Linked DNA regions of Cricetulus griseus: region 2 is linked to region 1. A link is a contact called in public Hi-C data. All regions are on one chromosome and are shown on one strand. The core of a region is the stretch at or near the end of the contact, and the rest is flanking DNA. Distances in the headings are between cores, read along the strand shown. Region 1 overlaps Stard3nl (STARD3 N-terminal-like protein). Region 2 holds the start of Sfrp4 (secreted frizzled-related protein 4).

Region 1 (6,475 bases), core at 983-3,482:
CAGTGAGTAAGGATGCCTGCCGCCATGTCTGATGACCTAAACTCAGTCCCCAAAACCCACAATGTGGAAGAGGAACCATCTCACAAATTGTCTTCTGATTATACACTGTAGCATGTGCTCATCCCCACATGGGCACAAAAACACAAACAAACAAACATGAAAAAAATTAAAAAGAAGTGAACATTAAGCAAAGTCATACATATTCTCCCTCATATGTAGATACTAGCCTATAATGTATGCATTATATTATATGTGCGTATATTTATTTATACATGTACATACATTTATTTATACATATACATGTGTCTATTAGTCCAGTATACCCTGTAGAAAGATGAGAAGGACAGGTCATATTAGGTGCTGAGAAAGGACAAGGCAAGTAAAGGACTCATGAAAGAGGATATATAGCTAACTGTTTCTCTGGCTTTAGCTATCTTTACTTTCCTTTTTTGGTGGTGGATAAATGCATTAAAATGTAACTGATACAGAAAGTGGCTGTATAGAAGTTCATTAGAGGTATAGAGTTCAGGGCTGAGCAAGTATTTGTTGAGTGGCTACACTCATCTAGCTGAATGATGATTTTATTTGTGAGTTCATTACAGTAAAGTGACTTTTATGTTAAAAACTGAAAACACATTTCATGAAATTTAAAGCAGCATTTGTCATCATTGTAGTGGCACATGGGCCATATAACTGGTGTCTGCTGTGTGGCCAGATACTTGCTACCACAGTTCCTAACACTTTCACTGATTTAAGCTCCCCCACCCCCACAGCAAAAAAAAAAAAATCTCCAAGGATAGATGGTCTGCCTCCTCATATGAAGTTCTGTCACTCCTCTTTTTGCTTTTTAATACCATGTTTTTCTTTGAGAAAAATTAAATAAAATAGACACCAGGGCCAGAGAGATATAGCTTCGCTGTTACAAGTGTGTCCTGCACTTATAGAGGACCTGAGTTTGGTTCCCAGCACCCAAGTAGGGTGGCTCACAAGTGACTGTAATTCCTGTTCCTAGGGACCAGATGATCTCTTCTGGTCTATGAATACCAGCACCCACACGAACATACTTCCACACGGACACAGTTACACAGGCATCCTGGAGTATGTGCATGCACATGCTCATATAATTAAAAAATATTTAAAAAGTAAAATAAACAAATAGCAATTTATTATCTGCAGCGCTCCTACATGTTGGTAAAAGGCTGTGTAGTCAGTGTATTTGGCTGCTTCCATTTCTCTAACCTTGTCTAGAGAGTAGACCAGTTAATTGTCCATGCTGACTCAGTTTTGATTTCACTCTGTGTTTGCTTTTGAAGTTGGTGTTGATGATTGTAGAGAAATGAGAATACTCAAGGAAGTGAAGGTCTGCATACTCAGCCAAGGAGTAATTGGAAATGATTATTAAAACTATTTGTATTCTGTTTTTCTTTAATCTTCACAGGGTTGATGTATAGTTTATTAATGAAATTTTTATTTGATGGTTGAAAGATTTTCAAAGTACCTTATTTTGCTAATAGTTTAATTGCTATATTGAAATACCATTATTATAACAGTTAATCTTGCCAGGAAGATACCAAGAAGGTGATGTGGTTCTTAGCATCTGCATTTCTTCTCTTCTAGGACTCCTGCTAGTTCAGGATGCTTCAGAGAGGGCGGTTCTCATCCCTGCAGGACTTTCTGATGGTCAGTTTTACTCCCCTCCTGAGTCTGAAGCAGGTAAAGCTGTCACTCACTGTTTGTGTTGGTCTGTTTTGAAGCCCCTCCTTTTCCATCTCCTGCCCTATTTCCCAGTCTGTTCAGCAGATACTGAACTTGCCATGATATAAATCTGAGTAGGTAGAGTCTCCCAGGAGACCATTGGTGAGACAGATCTAAAGACAGAAGTCCTGGAATGCCATAGACACTGGAACTTGTGATTTATGTCCCAGAAAAAAGGAAGAAGGGAGCAGACTTGGTTCTGTCTTCATTCCTCCATCCCTACCCACATTCCTCAGTCTAAGTGCTCCCGTCAGGTAGTGTCTCAAGATGGCCTCTCTCACTCATGGCTGACCCCTCATCATTCTTAGGCTTTTGATTAGCCTGCGTCATCTGCTTCAAGTCACACCATTTCTACCGGTTCCAAAGAGATGCCATTTCTTGATTTACTATCTGCCACTTCCTCTCTTCCACAGCTACTAGGTTTGTTTCTCAATAACCAGCTGCCAGAGTGCACTTAACTATAGCAACCGCAGCAGGCCCTGACTACAAATGTCCAAAGGTCTAGAGTAAACATTTTCCAAAGAAGGTATGCACAAAGCCAGTTCTGTGTAGAAGCAGGCCAACTCCAGTAATCTTTGGAAAAATACAAACAAAAGCCATGCTAAGATGCCACTGTATCCTGTTATTGCACGTATTTTTAAAGTCCCCTACTTTGGTGAGGACATGGAACAGGTCATATATGCATGTGCAACAATTAAGAGAACAAAATGACACAGCTCCTGTAGAAAACGACATGGTTTCCAACAAAATTCAACATAGGATTAATTATGGTATCACTCAACAGTTGCTTCTCTGGCTGTCTGTTCAAGAAGAAGGAAAACCAATTCAAGAGACACATTGAGCCCTTGTAATCATAGCAGCATTGTGTACAGTAGCTATCAACAGGTTAACACATAAAGTGTGACACACCATAGCCTTAAAAAGGAATTAAATTCTGACCCATGCCACAACATCTGTAAACCTAGAGCAGAATATGTGAAATGAAATCAGCCAGATCCAAAAAAGTTACCACTTGCATGACTCTGGTTATTGAGGTTATCAGTGAGGTCAGATCCAAGAGTCAGAAAAATAATGGCTGCCCAGGACGGAGGAAGTTGTGCAAATGAATCATGCTGATGGTTGCATAGTAATGTGAATGTAATACCACTGTGTGGAACACTTCAGAGTGCTTCAATTGCTATAGTGGGTGAGGTGAAAAATCTCTATTTACATTTATTTTGATACAACATAAAAAATGTTTTAAGTTGCTGGGACTTTACAGGCAGGTACCTGCTACCAGGGTTACTGGTTCATCACATCTTACAGCCGCTCTGTAAGGTGAGCTTATTGTACTATTGGAGAAGAGCAGTCAGACACAGAACAGACATAGGACAGCATCAGTGAGTGATGGTGCCGGTCACAGTGCTGGTTCCATTATGACAGTTGTGCTCAGGCCTCCTTGCTTATAGCTTCGCATGTCTGTGCAAGTGCCAGAATGGCTGGGTCAGCCCCCTGCCCAAAGCCTTCAGTGACCTGGCCAAAATCACCTCTGTTACCCCTCTCCACCTCACCGGCCTTCTTTCTCTTCTTAACTTTCCAGAAAAGCTGAGCTCCAGGGCCTGCAAGCTGCCATGCATCTCACTGCTTCTGTTTTGGACATTCTAGCTCTAGCTGAAGCTCCAAGAACCTCCACTCAGCCTTCTCCACCTGCCCACCCTCCTGCACTCTTAGTTAGGGTACCCAGGGACCTCTAGTGCCTGTTCCATCCACAGGGCTGACAGCTCTCTACCCTGTGCCATCTGTACTGTCTCTAGCAGCCAGTTGGTCTGTCTCTGCCCCTAGGATGGAACTTGAGCTAGAGGCTACATTGTTGTAGTCCCAACACTAGAGAGAGGGAACATCTTAAACTCCATTAACAGTTGGCAGAAAGAGCTATGAAAACAACAGAAGGTGCAGCCTGTGCAGTGTTGCTGCATTTGCAGTTACTTACATTGTGTTTAATTGCTGTGGGATCTAAAACAGTCTGAAATGGTAAAATCATATACCCCATGAAGTACAGGTGTATGTTAACATCAGTCTGCCTGTAGAAAGTAGAATTAAAAGTGAAACGTTTTACTACGTAATATTTTGTATATAATTCAGATATTGTATGTCTAGGACTTGTTTGAAAAATGAAATTTATAATCTAATTTAAATGTAACTATTTTAGTTTAGTTTCTCCAAACTATTGCAATTTCTCAATATCAATTTGTTTTCTCAACAGGGAGCTCAGAACTGCCAATAATACCATGAAGCAGTTCTTTCCTATTAAGCTGTTCAGGACTAATGCAGGGCCTCTGTCTGAGATGTCTGCCACCACCTAGTGGTCCTTTGGGGAATTACCACTGGGTTGTAAGGACCAAGCCAGACCAATTCTGTTGTCTTTCTTCTTTACACAAGATGCACATTAGTAGTGGTGAATGGAAGTGGATGCTCAAAGGGCTTGCTCTCTTGTGTCACACTTATGTTATCTGAGTGTTTAATTTGGGAAACAGTAAAATTACTGCAGAAGGTAATGTGCCGTAACGGCTCTCCAGTGCAGGCTGTCACAGTGCTGAGGATGAGAGGAACCACTTGCCCAGAGACCAGTGTGTTGGAGACTGGGCTGCCTTGCTTGCCTTGTTCCCAAGCACCTGAACTACTCACTACTTGACACATGGTAGATTTCTTTCTGGTGGAGGGTTGAGTTAAAGTGGAAGAGGAAATTGAAGGAAGTGTAATGAAAATGTATTCTTATGAAGGAACAACTTGAAATTTAGAGTGGGCATTAAGGAATCTAAGAACTCAATGCATCTTAGCAGATGTGTTGCTGAACTGTCACTGTTTACAAAGCTAACATTTTAGTCTTAACAACAGCCTGCTTGCTTGTATGTCCCGTGTTTAGAGGAAGAGGGCACAGCCCTCTTCTAGTAACCGCTCAGGTGCTGAATGTGGCCAGAGAGAAGTGTGAACGAAGTGGATTGCTTAGGTCAGGAAAGTCTGGTGTGAAGTGCAGACCAGCTTGGGGCTAAAGATGTGCAGTTCAGAGGTAGCACTTGTCTATAGCGTGTGTGTGAAAACCATGGGTTTGATCCTAATGTGGCAGACAGACAGACCGATGGATGGATACTTCAAACTGTATGAAATTATTCTGTGCAAGGCACTAAAATTCTGAGAGTACTCATGAACCTGCTTGAGAGGAACCTTGCCTCATTCTTGACACCCAGATGTGACGATTAGAATCCGTTATCCCTCAGAAGGGCTCTAAATTAGGTTCCCTTTATATAGGGAATGTATTTAATGCATTTAAAACTCATTCATAGGGTTATTAATTAATAGGTGTTTTAGCTCTGTGTAGATATATATAATTTTCCATACTATAAATAAATTCATCTTTTGTGAATGTATAAATTCTTCCCCAGGGCCTTTTGTCTGCGGTGTCTACTCCCACCTAGGGGTCATTTGAGGGATTACGGCAGGGTTATGGGTTAGGGCAAGTGATAATTTTAGGTCATTTTCTTAAACCAATAAACTTACCAAGCCTGGTTGCCCTTAACACTCCCCCCCCACACACGTGCCTGTACGCCTCATCCTAAGGAGACTGTTGTTCTGCCTCCTGTCTGGACATTATTTCTCCTGGACATTTTCTAACAATGGTCTTATAGTGTGGTTTCTGCATTCAGCTGTTTTTTCAGTCTAAAGTCTTAGGAAGTGACAGCCCCCAGCGAGCATTATTCTTGTTCCTTTTACGGTGTGACATTGCACCATTTGTCAGTCAGTGGCAAGTCAAATTTTGCAGTTTGAGTTAATGAAAGTAATTGAGCTATGAGTAGCCACATATGTGTTTGGAAATTTATTATCTTTCTTGGATTTTCAAAAGATTTATTGAACTGTATGGTAAATGTCTCTAGAACTTTTTGTATGCTGCTCTTTGAAGTTCTTTGTTTCTTATGTCCTTTAAGAAGTGGATATTGGCTTAATTCTCTCGGAATCCTTGCCAACACTTGATGCTGTCTGCATACCTTTGTTTTTGTCGTCTAACAAAACTGGAGAGTTGCCCATTGTGCTCTCGTACACATGTCCCTGGTGACCCTGACATGTCTTCCATGTTCCTGTTCCACATGATTTATGTCTTTTCCTTTGCATGTTTTTTTTCATATTTTCAACTAGATTCTTTGATAATCCCATACATTTATATAGCACAATCTGATCACACTACCCCCCCCCACACACACACACATCTCATGTCTTTTGCTTGGTTTTGTGACCTACTGGTTTTAACCAGCATCCCTGTGAGCACAGGTGTGAAGCTGTCCTCTGTGGCAGGGGGAACTCACAAGTGGCCACACTGATGAAGACAGTGACTACTCCTTCCCCAGTAGCCACCAGCATTGAGTAGCTCTCCAGGGAGGAGCAGGGCCCCTTGAGCCCTCCCCATTCATGACTGACGGTTGATCTTCCCACTCTTATTCAGGCAGCTGCAGCTGCTGAGTTCATTATTGCAGTATCCTTATCACATCCATCAGGTGGTGGATTCATACCCCCTCCCTGGGATGGGTCTCACAGTCGTTCTGTCCTTTTCCCATGATGCTCTCTGGGCCTTGGAGGTGATATGGATGTCCTTGGTAGGACCAAGCACACCACACTCACTTATTCTCAGTACCCTGAGTGGCCTAAGCATCCATGGCATTCTCCATTTACCTCTGGTGGTGGCAGAAGCTTC
Region 2 (6,893 bases), core at 915-3,414, 220 kb before region 1:
CACTTTCTATACAGCAGTTTTCGCTGAGACAATTTCTTATGTGATTTATTTTGTTTATTTTGATTTACCCAGAAAAGCAAGAAGCTTTATGGTTGTTGTTGAGAGTTCCAGAAAACATATAATTAACAACAATAACAGCAGCAAAATCCATCATCTCCCTTTGTGCGATTAGGACATCAGTCTGATGTGATTTAAGTGCCTTAGTGTGCTAAGTCCCCAAAGCAAATGGCAATTTCAGAAGACTTACCATAGCTGTAGTTTTTGCTCAGGTATGTTGCCAAAGTTGGCTTCACCTTTTTGCACTTGCACCGATCTAAAAGAGACATAAAGTACATGGGAAGTGGGGAAGAGACATCTCCATCTCATCACTCTGAGCACAAAGCAAGGGCATCTGAGGATGGAACTCACCAGGGCTCAGGCGTTTGCAGTCAGTATCAAAGGGCCTTTCCTGCATCATCATATCTGGTGTGATGTCTACCCACTTCACATCTGAAACACAAATGGGGTCATGGCATTGTAGTCAATGACTGGGTCCCTTCAGCCAAATTGAATGAGGAATCATTAGCGGCTACAAGCCAACACAAACATCCAACTCAATATTACCACTGTAAAAAACACGATTCTCACCTGCTTTTCTCATGACACCTCAGGCTTAAGAAAGAAGTCTGTGAGCCAAAAATTTGCTTATTCAAACAGAACTTGATGTGGAATGAACATCCATGACACCAACCTAGATCAATCTCATACCCATCCCCATCCTAGCCATCCTGATACTCTTGCTCCAAGTTACTGTGTTAGCATTTCTCTGATCAGAACAAGCAGACTATGCCCACATTGCCACCTCTTACTGCCATGCAGAAACAGTCTGAAGCTTCACTACCTAAACTAAGCATAACTTCCAGGCATTTATGAGATTTACACAATTGTCTAATTTAATTTTTTTCTGATATTCTTAGTAAGAGACAAGTTTAAAACAAGGTTCACAAATTACACCAGTCCCCTGGAGTCACGTTGTGGAATCAGTCTCTTTAAATAGTGGATGATCTGCCTTAGGAGAAGCCTTGGTAAAATATTGCAACGCTATTCTTGGGTTTCATTTTAAGAAGAGAATTCATAGTGCTCCTTCCAACAAAAGCGGTAAAATAGCAGGAAAGAGAAAAGCAGGAAGTGACACAGTGATCAGAGTAAACAACATGCCACAGTACTGGGCTCAGTGACTACAACATAGGAACAGAGTGGAGTTTATCTGAGTTCCAGGACGACTACATTTGTTTGCTTTACTCCTGTAGGGGAGTGAGAATAGCTATTGTTCTTTGAGAAAGAACTTTCAATCAGCACTGAGAGTGTATTAACCACCACATGGTGGGGCTGATTCAAGCATTAGGGAAGGTGAAGGACACAGGGTTAACACTGACCCACACCCAGTAATATCTGTTTGCTGTGCCTTTTGTTTCTGCTATTTACCACAAATAAAAACACTTAAATGGTTTACCCCCAAGCAACCTTATTCCCAAGTCCTTCAGGGAGCACTGGCATATTTCCCTGCCTTGAGAAATCTTCCCCGTGAAGTAATCTTCCCTGCTTTTCACCTCCCTCAAGGCTCAGTGAATTGTGATGGGACAGGAGCTGGTAGGCTGTACGTGAGGCCACCTGGTTATCACGTGATTGTGTGGGCCCCTGGACTCTCTTGTCCTCCTGGGGTACCTCCTCTTGCCTTACCTTCCGGAAGGTCAGTGACTATGGCCTCGGGAGAGATGCACACCCCACGGTCATAGACGGGCAGCTCGTCACAGGCCAGGCTCTCTGGCCAGCTGTGGTTGTACATCTTCATGAGGGGCTCACAGTCGTCGCGTGCACGCTGGCACACAGACTTGCAGGGCTTGATGGGGTCGTGTAGGAACTCCAGGGTACAGATGGGTGCATACATGGCGCAGAGGAAGAAGCGCAGCACAGAGCTGCAGTTCACATCCACCAGCTCCTCGTACTGCTCGATGGCCAGAATGGCGTTCTCCTGCGTGCTGTGGTGCAGATGGTTGGGCATCCGAGTGATGTTCCAGGGCATGTGCCGGCACATGGGAATGCGCACAGCTTCGCAAGGTGCGCCGCGCACTCCCAGCGCCAGGCGCAGCCACAGGCACAAGGCTACCAGGATGGAGAGGAGCATGACACTGTCCTCCGGAGCTGCTGTTGACAGGAAGAACCTCTCTCTTCCAGCCTCCCTATCCCTTCACCTAGAAGCAGCGGGTGAGCTTTTCTGCAGGTCGGCACTGATGGGGAGTTCTGGAGTCTGGCCACAGATCGCCCCTGGGCGCACCGAGCACCAGCAGCACCAGCACTCAGCCTCCAGAGCACCGACCCGCGCAGGAAGCTCCAGTCTTGGACCCCGCAGCTCGGAGCATAGCCAGACACAGCCATTGCGGGACCCTATTTATCCAGACTCGTCCCCTGACGTGGGCTCAGCAGCCTTGGCAGCTGCGAGCTAAGAGTCGGCTCCCAGCAATGCTGCTCCACCCCCAGCCTCTTGTGCAGAAGTGGTGACATCATCTCTGCCTCTGGGCAGCCAAGGTCTTCAATCCTGCATTCCCTCAAAGGCCCTCCCTTTTTAGGGTGGCTAGTCCATTTTTCTTCAGATCAAAAAAAAGGAAAGTCTCGCATTCAGTCATTTGTGATACTTGACACAAGACGGCGCAGGGAAGACTTTGAGGACAGAAAAACACTCTTTGCTCAGTTAGCCTTAAAAGTTTCCCTAAATGGAGAGTTGGAGCAACCTGACTCTTCGGTCGCCGTTTAATGTGAAAACATTTGCTTTTTCTTTCCGGTAGGGGGCGAGAGATGTGCCGAGTAGTGAGAGCCTGTGGAGCCTAGAAAGCCCAGCGAAGTAGGTGTCTCAACCAGCACCAACTGGCAGGGCAGTTTATATAAGCCTCCCCCAGGCTGCTCCAGGTTGTGTGGGATTTGTTGTTGCTACTGATGTTGTTTTGTGGCCAATTGGCTTAGTTCTGGCTCAAGTTTTACCGGGCATTTGGTCTGTGCCTGCTCTAGGAACTTAGAACTGCCCTGGGGTGCAAGAGCATCTTTGGTTGGAGAAGTTTCTCTGCTTGCTTCCTTTCTCTAAATACTAATTCTTGAATCCTCCAAGAGTGGAAACCAGGAGGAAACAAAGACAACTTGAGACACATTTTGAAAGATTTCCCCAATGTATCAGTCTGCTCTTTGATAAACTACAGACTATTTTTCTCGAGTAAGAATCCACTAGCTTTGGAAAGCAAGTGTACATGTTTATTTTTCCTCTTCTTCGAATTAGAAAGAGGCAGAACAATCAACACTGCCCTCACTATTCCCAGAAGAATAGTTACTGAAGCAAGTTCATATCATATGCCTGGCAGTCAAACAGCAAGGCTTCTGGTGTAAATTTGCTGTCATCATTAACATTAAGAAAACATGTTGTCTGAACATTAATCTTTAAAGCTATGGCTGAACTTAAAATTCTGGTTTAAGGAAGCTCTTTTGCCTCTCCAAAGCTGAGAGAATCTGGCTGAGGATTAAAACAGCTGGGCAAAATGGAACAAAACACAACAAAACACAGCTGCTTTTGTCCTCTTTATTGAGTAAGGTATGGGGACAAGCACCTTCAAGACATTAATTTGCCTAAGAGTTCTGATATTATTTGGAAACTGCCCAGAGTGCCTCCAGGGCGTTCGAAATAGGTATTCTGCTTTCCTACAGACCAGGTTTCAAGTTCCAAAGATGCCAAACCAAGCCAGAAAAACATCAAGCAGAGTGGGTGGCCCAAATGACATCTCCAGCCTTTTCCAGTAGTGAAACCCCAAGTTTAAATCCCTCACTGATCAATGAAGATTTTTCAGATTAACTTCTTAATGGGAACAAGAGAAAGAGCAAAACTTCTCACCACTTTCCTGTGAGCTGTCGGGGGAGGGCACACTTGGAGAAGGCTCACTCTTAGGCAGCCAATTTGAACTTGTTGCAGATTTAACTGTGCAGGCCCCTTACCACCTCATCTCAAAGTTTCATGGGCTTCCCTGGTATCCTCTGATTGCTTATTCTTTAATAAAGAGAGGGCTAGGAATATAGTTCAGGGGTAGAGCACTGACCAACATGGGGGAGGGCCTAAGTTCATCCCACCACTGAAAGAAAACAAGCAACGAAGGAAAATGTTAAGACAAGTATTTGGGGCCGAGGGGTAGAGCTAGAGCTCATTGATGAGCTCACCTCAAGTTTACCCTCAGCCTGGGGGAAACCGTCTTGTCTTCAATGCTGTTTGTAACCCTATCAGACCCACTCTAGTCTGTCCCTTGTATTTTATAGACAGCCGTGGAAAGGACTCAGGAAACTGTCCAATGTTCTCCCAAAAGTCTGTGATTCTAGCTTTAGCACTAAAGCCACTGTCCTCTAGCTAAGTGCTTCTCTGGGGTGACTCCCTTTTGGTCCCTCTGTGCTTACTTCTCTCTCCTTCTAAATGTCTGCTGCTCTCCAGGATTGTGCCCTCAGCCCTCTCACTCCTAATTCTCCACTATACTCCAGCTTCCTCCACCTTGGCACTTGTGCAACTTAGGACTGAAAATCTTGCTCCTTATTTCCCAGCTCCATTCCACTCTACCCATCCCTAGTTCCTTAACTCAGCCAGATTCTCTGGCCTGAATTACATACAGCAGCTTCTCTCCCTGCACTCTGCCGCTCTGTTCGGACCTGCATATTCTCCCTTTGGTGCCTGAGCAAGCCTTCTAGTGCATATCCATTAGGAGGCCCCCTCCCTAGCCTTTTCTGGGCTGGTGGCTCCCACAGTCCTCAATACTAATAACAAAAACGCTTAACAGACTTAAGACCCTACGTGATGGGGCTCCGGAATGCCCTTCTGAGGCTTGAACTCCAATACTGGACCCATTGTTCTCTTGCCCCCATTCAGGAACACCCTCAATCACTTCGTACTGGCTCATTCTTCTTCATATTTGCTATTAAGTGCAAACGTAAATAAAATTGTAAAGCAAGAGTCTTTAAAAATAAACTGCTTCATCTTGTCTTGATTGGATAATATTAATCCTAACATTACTTAAATATAAAGATGTAAACCCTGAGATACACAAACCTCTAGACTTGAAGCTGTGCCATGCAGGGACGGACAGAGAAGTCTCACTGAATTGTGACTTCGAGATATTGTAAAGGCCTGAGACTGGGAACTGCCCAGCGACCACAACAGTAATTAGTGTTATTTCTTCAGGACTCACCAGGACAATTTAAATTTGTTTAACAAACAAACAAACAAACACAGGTCGCAATTTTGCCAAGAAACAAGTACAGCAGCCAGAGAAAGTGCTGCACTTCTGCTTTCTGGACCCCTTAAAATCGCCCCCAATGAGGGTTTGCGGGTTGAAGACTGCACATCTTGGAGAAATGTGTCCCTTCTTAGCACATTCCATCTTCTCTGCCCCAAACCTTTGAAATCGCGGTGCCCTTCAGGATGCTAGGTGGCATCACGGCCGCTGCGTTTCCTGTTGGCAGCAGAGAGCAGTGAAAACAAGCTTTAGTAAGCAACCGCCAGGGCAGAAAGCTCCTGGGCGATTCACGCGGCTTTCCCAGGCCGGGGTCCTGAGCCCCTAGAACGGAAAACCGGGAAAGACCAGCGCTTCAGAGCACTGCGTTCCGGAGTTCATCTTCTGCCCAGCACCGAGAAAAAGCGCCGCGCGCCCACTCCGAGCTTCGGCACCCTCTTGGGCTCAGCTGACCCCGGGGCTGCGCATGGCAATGCACGTACACGCTCCCTGCCGGGTGGTCCAGGGCCCTAGGGGCGCCTGGCTGCGGGGTGGCCTCTGGGTCTGGGCGCTGTGCGGCCTGTGCGGCCTGGGGACGGCGGGCTCAGCGGGGACCCCGCAGCCTTGTCAGGCGCCCCAGCAGTGGGAGGGACGCCAGGTTCTGTACCAGCAGAGCAGCGGGCACAACAGCCGCGCCCTGCTGTCCTACGATGGGATCAACCAGCGCGTGCGGGTGCTGGACGAGAGGAAGGCGCTGATCCCCTGCAAGAGGTAGGCGCGGAACGGCATGATGGCGCCAAGGGAACGCCAGGGCAAAGGTGCTTGGCTCCTCAGCTAGACCTCCAGACACTCCCTGCTCCTCCCTACCCCCAAGAACTTTACAGGGGCTCTTGGGGGATGGCGTGGTCTGCCCAGCGAGGCAGAGGCAGGCAAAGAAAGGGCTCACCAAGGGCAGGATGGAACAGCCAGCCACCCTAAGCCCAAGTTAGCCCCAAGTCTTCACTGCTGAGTCAGGCTCCCAGCACCTGGAGCCCCCTGCAGCCTAGGGCATGTTTTTTCTAGAAGTCACCTACAAGGGAGACACAAAATATTCTCTAACAATATTGTTTTTACAACTAAAAAATTTGAGTGTGTGTGTGTGTGTGTGTGTGTGTGTGTGAGAGAGAGAGAGAGAGGAGAGAGAGAGAGAGAGAGAGAGAGAGAGAATGTGCCTGTGTGTGTGTGTGTGTGTGTGTGTGTGTGTGTGTGTGTGTGTGTGGTGTGCCCATGTGGAGGCCAGAGGACAACTTATCAACTCAGTTCTCTCCTTCCTTCTACCATGTGGCTACTGGACAACACTGTAAAAGGAGTAGAGAAATAATTTTTAAAAGTTGCACACAAACTCATTACCCCATTACAGTATTAACATTTTTGTTCAAACCTTGAAGATTTTTTCTTTTGTAAAATTAGTTAAAACTCCCATTAGAGCACATGCAATGTCACCGTAAAACTCTCATTAGAGCATATGTACTAACTGCCACCTTAAAACTTCCATTAGAGCACATGTACTGCCACCTTAAAAATCCCCATTAGAGCACATGTATTACCACCTTAAAACTCATTACAGTACATGTACTGCCTCCTTAA

What was found. A called contact is a pair of places that touch in the nucleus more often than the background predicts.
Region 2: a contact with region 1 is called in a Hi-C map of liver, with 4 times the contacts expected there. The contact joins the promoter of Sfrp4 here to the enhancer-like site in region 1. A contact is called at or near these places in 2 of 8 Hi-C or Micro-C datasets (fibroblasts and liver).

Annotation. Positions count from the first base shown.
Region 1 is chr3:241,810,423-241,816,897 of CriGri-PICRH-1.0, reverse strand. It overlaps Stard3nl (STARD3 N-terminal-like protein), which reads left to right. Exons shown (of 9, transcript XM_027409378.2): 7 at 1,618-1,713. Among named protein-coding and RNA genes, the nearest start is that of Stard3nl, 31 kb to the left of the region's middle. Within about 2 kb of position 2,232, at least 1 of the 6 cell types and tissues checked has open chromatin away from gene starts, as enhancers often do.
Region 2 is chr3:242,026,290-242,033,182 of CriGri-PICRH-1.0, reverse strand. Sfrp4 (secreted frizzled-related protein 4) reads right to left here and starts at 2,164. Exons shown (of 6, transcript XM_027409376.1): 1 at 1,720-2,164; 2 at 409-489; 3 at 248-313. The coding sequence starts at 2,164. Epdr1 (mammalian ependymin-related protein 1) reads left to right here and starts at 5,521. Exons shown (of 3, transcript XM_027409377.2): 1 at 5,521-6,038. The coding sequence starts at 5,755.